Linked DNA regions of Macaca mulatta: region 1 is linked to region 2. Evidence: chromatin contacts called from public Hi-C data. All regions are on one chromosome and are shown on one strand. Each heading gives the region's core, a stretch centred on a gene start, on an enhancer-like site or on the middle of the called end of the contact. The rest is flanking DNA. Distances are from core to core; before and after follow the strand shown.

What was found. A called contact is a pair of places that touch in the nucleus more often than the background predicts.
Region 1: a contact with region 2 is called in a Hi-C map of liver, with 3 times the contacts expected there. The contact joins the promoter of GTF2I here to the promoter of GTF2IRD1 in region 2. A contact is called at or near these places in 2 of 14 Hi-C or Micro-C datasets (cortical neurons and liver).

The regions. Positions count from the first base shown.
Region 1 is chr3:52,156,822-52,160,398 of T2T-MMU8v2.0, reverse strand. It overlaps GTF2I (general transcription factor IIi), which reads right to left and starts at 2,020. Exons shown (of 33, transcript NM_001257365.1): 1 at 1,664-2,020.
Region 2 is chr3:51,964,336-51,968,305 of T2T-MMU8v2.0, reverse strand. GTF2IRD1 (GTF2I repeat domain containing 1) reads right to left here and starts at 1,623. Exons shown (of 27, transcript NM_001265985.2): 1 at 1,481-1,623. The region is part of intron 12 of CLIP2 (CAP-Gly domain containing linker protein 2); the gene reads right to left. LOC144339817 (a long non-coding RNA gene) reads left to right here. Exons shown (of 2, transcript XR_013415223.1): 2 at 1-1,261.

The DNA.
Region 1 (3,577 bases), core at 771-3,270, 190 kb before region 2:
GTGACCCAGGGCGGTGGCTCATGCCTGTAATCCCAGTTCTTTGGTGGCAGGCCGAGGGGGGCCGACTGCTTTGAGCTCAGGAGTTTGAGCCCAGCCTGGCCAACATGGTGAAACTCCATCTCTACTAAAAATACAAAAATTATCCCGGCGTGGCGGCGCACGCCTGTAATCCCAGCTACTTAGGAGGCTGAGGCAGGAGAATGGCTTGAACCGGGGAGGCAGAGGTTGCAATGAGCCAAGATCATGCCACTGCACTTCAGTCTGGGCCACAGAGCAAGACTCCATCTCAAAAAATAAAAATAAAAAAATAGAAAATAAAAATCAGCCGGACATGATGGCATGTGCCTGTAGTCCCAGCCACTGGGGAGGCTGAGGCAGGAGGATCGCTGGAGCTCAGGTGTTGAAGGCTGCAATGAGCTATGATTGTGCCACTGCGCGCTTCAGCCGCGGCAACACAGAGAGACCCTGTTTCTAAAAAAAAAAAAGAAAACTAAGCTGAACGCGATGGCTCACACCTGTAATCCTAGCACTTTGGGAGGCCAAGGTGGGAGGATCGCTTGAGCCTAGGAGTTCAGAAGGACCAGCCTGGGCAACATAGTGAGAACGCGTCTCCACAAATAATTTAATTTTTTTTTTTTTTTAAAAGGAGGAGGTCAGTAGTCGGCAAGAGCTGCGCATCCGCAAGAGTGGACACTACTCCAACAGCACCCCACCTCTGAACATCCCCAGCCGCAAATCAGTGCAAATCCATAACCTAGGGAGGACAAAATTCGCTACACGAAAAGGCAAAAGTTGGATTAAGAAAAAGTGGAGGAGCCAGGGAGCGGCAAGAAGACAGCTTTTTCCATTTCATTTTCCTTCTTCCTCTGCACTCCCGTCGTCTGGGTGCTGGCCGAACCCAGACGGCTTAATTTTCATGGCCTAAGGCTGAGGTTTTCCTTCCGGTCATTGTGTTTATTTCCCCCAAAGAACAGGCCCCGCGGGGCAGGCGCGCCGAGCCGGCCCGGGACAAAGCCCACTGCGGGCTCCACCTGGGAGCGGGGCGGGGCGGGGAACTGCGCTCCCGCTCCCCCGCCCGCCGCAGTTACCAGGCAACGCGCGGCCCCGCCCCCGCGCCGGTCGGCCAATCCCGCGCGTCTGCTGCCCCGGCGCAGGAGCCCCAGATACACCAGGCGAGCGCGACCCCACGGCGGCTCGGGCCTGGCACCGCGCGCGCCCCCGCACCGCCTAGCCGGCCAATCAGCGCGGCGGGGCATGCGCAGCCAGCGGGGCCGCTCGCTGGCTCGTGCGCGGGACCGCACGCGCGAGGCGCCCCCCCACCCCACGCCGGTTGGCGCGCGCGCCCCTCCCCCACGCGCACCGAGGCGCGCGCGTGCCACTGTCGTCCCCCGCGACCGCGTCCGTGCCGCCCCACCCCCATCGCCTGGTTTCGGCCACTGCCAAGGCCGGCGGGGCTGGAGACCCGGCGAGGCGGTGGGGGTGGGGGTAGGGGGAGGCGGCACGGGTGCCCCCCAAGGCCCCACACCGCGCGCGGCGTGCCGCGGCTCCCAGGCCCCTGTCCCTGCAGCCCCTGGCGGGGCAAAGTCTCCAATAAAGGCCCCCGCTCGCAATGGCCCCCCGAGGCGGGGGCAGGGGGCACGGGGATGAGGCGAGAGGGACTCACCCGAGTGCGGCCGCCTCCAGGCAGCGCCGGGGCCGGGGGTGCCGAGGGGAGGCGAGTGTGGGCCGCGCGCGCGCTGCGGCCGCAGCGGAGCAGCCTCGGCTGAGGGGAGCTGGCGAGCGGGAGGGAGGCGAGAGGGGGCGAGGGGCCCGTGCGTGTCGGCCGCGCTCCTGTCACCGCCGCATGGCCGCCCCGCAGGCAGGGCCTCGCTCGGCGCCTTGATCCGATCACTGGGGGACAGAGGCAGAGGCCGGGGTGACCGCGGCAGGCGGGCGGCCGCGGCTGGAGAGCGCGTGCGGGGAAGCGGGGGGGCGACCGGTGGCCCCTTTTCTCTGCTCTCCCAGCTTCTCTCTCACCCTCCTCCTCCTCCTCCTTTTTTTTTTCTTTTTTTCTTTTCTTTTTTTTTGTTCCTCGAAGGCGCGTTGCGCGTGCGCACCCGCAGCGCCGCCCAGCGGGAGTTGTAGTTTGGGATGCGTTCCCCATCAACGCGGCAGCAGGGACAGGGGACTACAACTCCCAGGAAGCACCGCTCCGGCGAGCCCCGAACCCGAGGACGAGGCAAGCGCGGCGCCCGGCCCTCTCCAGCAAGGGCTGTCAATGGAGGCGAGGGTGGTGGGAGCGAGAACATGGCTGCACCTGGGGCCTGCGCGGCCGCCCGGGTGGGGGAGGGGAGCCGGGGTGCAGAAACGGAAATCTGGACGGGTGGTGGCTCCGGCCTCGTCCCCACCGCGCGCCAGCCGCCGTCCAAGTCCCCCACTTGCTCTTGCACCCCACATTCCTTGCAAATTGCCAGACCGGGACGCTGCAAAAGCCGGGGAGCCCCGGGCCGGCCCGTCGCCCTCCGTGCTCTGCCAAGGGGAGTCCTCCCGCCCTGCACCACCCTCCGGGACACAAAGAACTCCTCTCTAGTGTTTTCCAAGCTGTCCTCCAAAGAAACCGTTGCCCCCAAGTTTGGACAGGCGAGAGGGGAGGAGACCTTGTGTTTTAATTCCTCCCCCAGACCCTCCGCCTCTGTTCTCCCTTAGGATTTGGAAGGAAACTTGCAAGGGAGTGGGAGCAGAAATCCAGACTCGTAGCTCCTGTTTTGTTCTGTCAACCGCGATGCGATTTAACTCAAACTCCTCCCCCTACCATTATTTTTTGCTTCTCAACTTGAGTTAGCTGGTGGGTTTTGAAAATGGTGAGACACTACGGTTCACCTAAGTTAAACTCCAAAACTTTACAACCCCGAGGCCGACGATTTTTAGATGTTTATGTAAAGCACGAGATTCAGTGGTTTTTCTGATCCCCCCACCCAGTACCACCCACTGGGGATTCGGGCCACGACAGTCATCCTCCCCCGACCCGCCGCTTCTCGGTAGGTGGCGACCACGACGCTTTTTCCAGCCTCCAAGTCTTTGTCGCTAGCGAGAAAACTTTCCGAGCAGCCAGTCTTTTGATGTGGGTCCAAAAAACCTTTCCTTTGAATCTGGGTTCTCCGATTGGCATTCCCCATCGTCTCTCTTGCACAGACCGCACCCAATAAAGCCTCCTCTAGAATTTTCGTGTTGGAGTTTTTAAAAAAATACATGGAGAGCGTAAAGCTCACCGGAGAAGCAGACAGCCTGAATTTTTGCGATTTCCCCGACAATGTCTAGGATCCCTTCGGTCCTTGCCTAAAAAGATTGTGACTCTCCTTTGTCGATTGTCTCGAAAGCCATTCATTAAGTTTGCCCAAGAGCAACTTTCTTTTTGCACTTGTATTTCATTGACATTTAGGAATATTTAATTAAATTCTCTATTCCCAATACCACGTGCCACTGACACATATATTTAGGAACAAATTTAACTCTTGAGAAGCCTGTAACTCTAGTAAGAACAGCCAGCCTATGAGACGCAGATTTCAGCTGCTGTGGACTTCGGTGAGTATGTTTTGTT
Region 2 (3,970 bases), core at 374-2,873:
GTCTATCTCACACCCTCCTGGGCCCCAAATAGGGCGGTTCATGATGGCCACCTAACTACCTTATACCTAACCCCTCCCTGCCAGCAGCCACCAGCCTCCAGCCACCTCCTCCTGCTTAGAATAAATAATCGATGCTGGTGCCTTTCCCCTCTGGAATGACACTGCTGAAATAAATGAGCTGCTTGGGGCACCTTCCAAGCCCCAAGGCCCCAGGCCAGTGCCAAGGAGTCAACAGTCCTGGCCACGGGGCAGCCAGACACACAGAGGCCGACCATAGCAGCGGCAGGCCAGGGGAGCTTCTAGACACCCCTCTCCTCTTCTAAGAGAAACCCTTGCAAATGCCCACTCCTCCAAAAACTGTGGGGGCCTGCCCTCCACTCCCACCCGCCAGGCCCAGGGCCATCCCCGGGGTACCCCTTGGCACATTCCCCATCCAAGAGCCAGTACTCCCCCACGGGCCCTGCAGCGAGACCCCTATGTCCCAGCACCCTCGCTTCAGCTGGGATGGGGACACAGGAGACTCCCACCGCAGGACCTTGGTCCTGGGAGGCAGGGTCACTAGGCCAGACGCCAGAGCTCCATCCCCCTCCAGCACTGCCAGGAGGGTGGAACTCTCTCAGCGGCACAGCGTCCCCCTTCCCTGGGCCCAGGCCAGGCGGGGCAGGGTCTCACTCTCTGGCTGCTGGCCAGGGGTGCAGAGCCCAGGAGACGTGTCAAGCCCACCATGCCCAGGGTACTTAGGTTGGGGCGGGTGGGTGTTCAGCACCCTGTGGCCCCTCCTCTGTCCTCTCCACCCATCTGCAGGAACTCAGAGACCACCCACAGACCGAGTACCCCCAACTTACTCCTCTGAACCCTTTGTGCTCCCCCCCACTGCCACCTTCTGAGTCCCCTCCACCCGGGGTTCAGCGGCCACCACCACACAGGCCAGCTCCCTCCCCGGGGCGGCGAGGGGGGGTCCACAACAGGAACCACCCTGCTGGGGCAATCCTGGCTGGGCTAGACTCCGCCTGGGAGTTGGGGGCGCGGGCCAGGGGCTGGCCCAGCCCGGGAAAAGGTGGAGGGGGGTGAAAGGCGGGGACCGCGGCCTTCCCAGCCCCCTCTGCTCCCACCCCGGCGCCCGCCACCGCGGGCAGCGCGACTGACCTCATTCGCCAACTGCAGCAGCCTGCGGGCGCCGGCCCGGGACGCCCCCCACCTCCAGAAGGGCCGGTGGCAAGGAGGGAGGGGGTGACAGCTCCCAGCTCCTGGCCCCTCCCGGGCAGGTGGGGGGCGGCCGTCCCGCCCCTCCCCCGGGCCCGAATTATAATCCCAGTCACGTGCCTCCCCGGGCACCCAAAAGCCGGCCCCAGCTCCTGTAACACCTTGAGAGGGGGAGGGGCGGGGCCCCCCCCGGAGGAGGCGGAGGGGATCGGGGGCGGGGGTGAGGGGGAAGGGGAGAAAGGCCTCGGCGCCCGCCCCCCGCAAAAGTTTCTCCTACCTTGGAGGATCCCCAAGCGCTCCTGCCAGCGGCGCCCCGGCCCCGGCCCGCGGCCAGGACTCAGCCTCCTGCCGCTGCCTCCTTAATTAATCCGGGAGAATGGGGGAAGGAGAGGCAGAGGGAGGCGAGGACGGCGGCGCGGCGAGGGCGGGGAGGGAGGCGCGGGGAGGGGGCGCGGGGGGGGATCGGCCGGCCGGGGGGCTGGCGCTTGGCGGCCCCCACCCCCGGCGCGGGCTGCGGCGGAGGGCGGGGCGGCGCGGGGAGCGGAGCGGAGAGCGGGAGCGCGGGGAGGCTCTTTGTTCTGTAATCCCAGTAAGATTGCCAGCCATTCGCCCCGGCCCTAATCCCAGCCCCGCGCAACACCACCCTCCATTGGCTGCCATTTACATACGGGATTAGCCCGCCCCGCGCCCCGCGCCCCGCGCCCCTGCGTCTCCCCCTTGCTACCCCGCGCCCCTGCGTCCCGGGGATCTGGGCACCGCGGTGGGAAGAGTGCGCCGCACCCCTCGGCCCCGGACCTGCGGGGAGGGGCGGTGGCGCCCTCGGTCCCCCCCCCAGCCCCAGATTAGAAAAGCCTGGGCGCGCCCCCGCCTACCCCCACCGCCCCCCACCACCACTGGGAGAGCAGCGGGGCGCAGGGGGCTGGGGCTGGAGAGTCAAGGTCACCCAGCTGGAACGTGCGGAGGCCCTGAGTGTCCTGGCCGGTCACTCCCGCCTGGCCCGGGTTCTAGTCCTAAGGCTTGGGCCAGGTACCTCTTACAGCCTTTGTCCCCCTCCCGCCCCTGAGATGTGCAGGAAGGCAGTGACATGCCGAAAGTCGCAGCAGAGCCAACTGGACTCTTGGTCCCATCTTGTCTGATGGGACCTTCCTCTGAGAGGCTCTTACCCCTGTCCACCGCCCCCCCCGCCCCGTCCCCCGCCCGCCCCGCTCTCACCAACGACACACACACCACAGCAGCGCTGCTACTGAATCAGAGCGCACGCCTCCCAACCGGCCCCAAAGCCATAAATCCTAATTCAGCACAAGGAACACAGTCCTTCCCCCCATGTGGTGCCCTGAGCCCTGAACTAGGCCTTGGCTAGGCTGGGCATGGCAGGGAGGGAGGGACTCACCCCAGGCAGGCCCCAACCCCAGGGAGCTTCTGGCTTAGAAGGACAGCCAAACATAGATCGAGAATCTCCCAGGTCCAGGCAAAACCCACAAGGTCTCCCCACAGCCTCCTGGCCAAACTGCCTTTGCAAAGATTATGACAGTGAAAGAAGTTTAGGGTGGCTGACTCCATCTTGCTTCCAGCCTCACGGGCTGGCTGTCCTCACTCATTCCGGAGCATAGGCCAAGCTAACCAGGGGAGGAATTTAGTTTATAGTTCAACTTTGAAGCAAAAATGATAATAGTTACTCCTTAAACCTAACCTGCTCTTTACTCGAGACCAAAGCCCCCTTTGTAAAACTAACTAAAGGCCATGAGATTAGGATTATGGGAGGGGCCTGCGTGCTGCTAAAACCTATGCATCGTTTTTTATAATCTGACGGCTCAGGAGTCATGTGGCCAGAGATCACAAGATTTCTGAGTTCCCCACTTCCTCCTATAGATAGCATCTCTATTGTGGAAACTGAGATTGGTCTTTGGAGTTTTTCAGACTTTCGCATTCTGGCAACCGACTGACTCACCTGGACCTGTGTGACTCATGACTCAGCCCATCCTGTGGCCCCCACTCAGAGACTGACTCAGTGCATAAGGACCATTTGCCACACCCCTGTGATTTCATCCCCAACCAATCAGCAGTACCCATTCTCTGAGCCCTTGCCCACCAAATTATCCATAAAAACCCTAGCCTCTGAGTTCTTGTGGAGAGTAATTTGATTAATAACTCCAGTCCTACTGCTTGGCTAGCTCTGCATTAATAAGATGTTCTTGACTGGGCTCAGTGGCTCATGCCTGTAATCCCAGCACTTTGGGAAGCCAGGGTGGGTGGATCGCTTGAGGTCAGGAGTTCAAGGCCAGCGTGGCCAACACAGCAAAATCCAGTCACTAAAAATACAAAAATTAACCAGGTGTGGTGGCGCATGCCTGTAATCCCAGCTACTCAGAAGGCTGATGCATGAGAATCACTGGAACCCAGGAGGTGAAGGTTGCAGTGAGCCGAGATTGAGCCATTGCACTCCAACCTGGGTGACAGAGTGAGACTCTGTTTCAAAAATTAGGCCAGACGCAGTGGCTCACGCCTCTAATCCCAACACTTTGGGAGGCTGAGGTGGGTGGATCACTTGAGGTCAGGCATTCAAGACCAGCCTGGCCAACATGGTGAAACCCTGTCTCTACTAAGAACACAAAAATCAGCCGGGGGTGGTAGCAGGCACCTGTAATCCCAGCTACTTAGGAGGCTGAGGCATAAGAATCACTTGAACCCAGGAGGCAGAGGTTGCAGTGAGCCAAGATCACATCACTGTACTCCAGCCTGGACAACAGAGTAAGACTCTGTCTCAAAA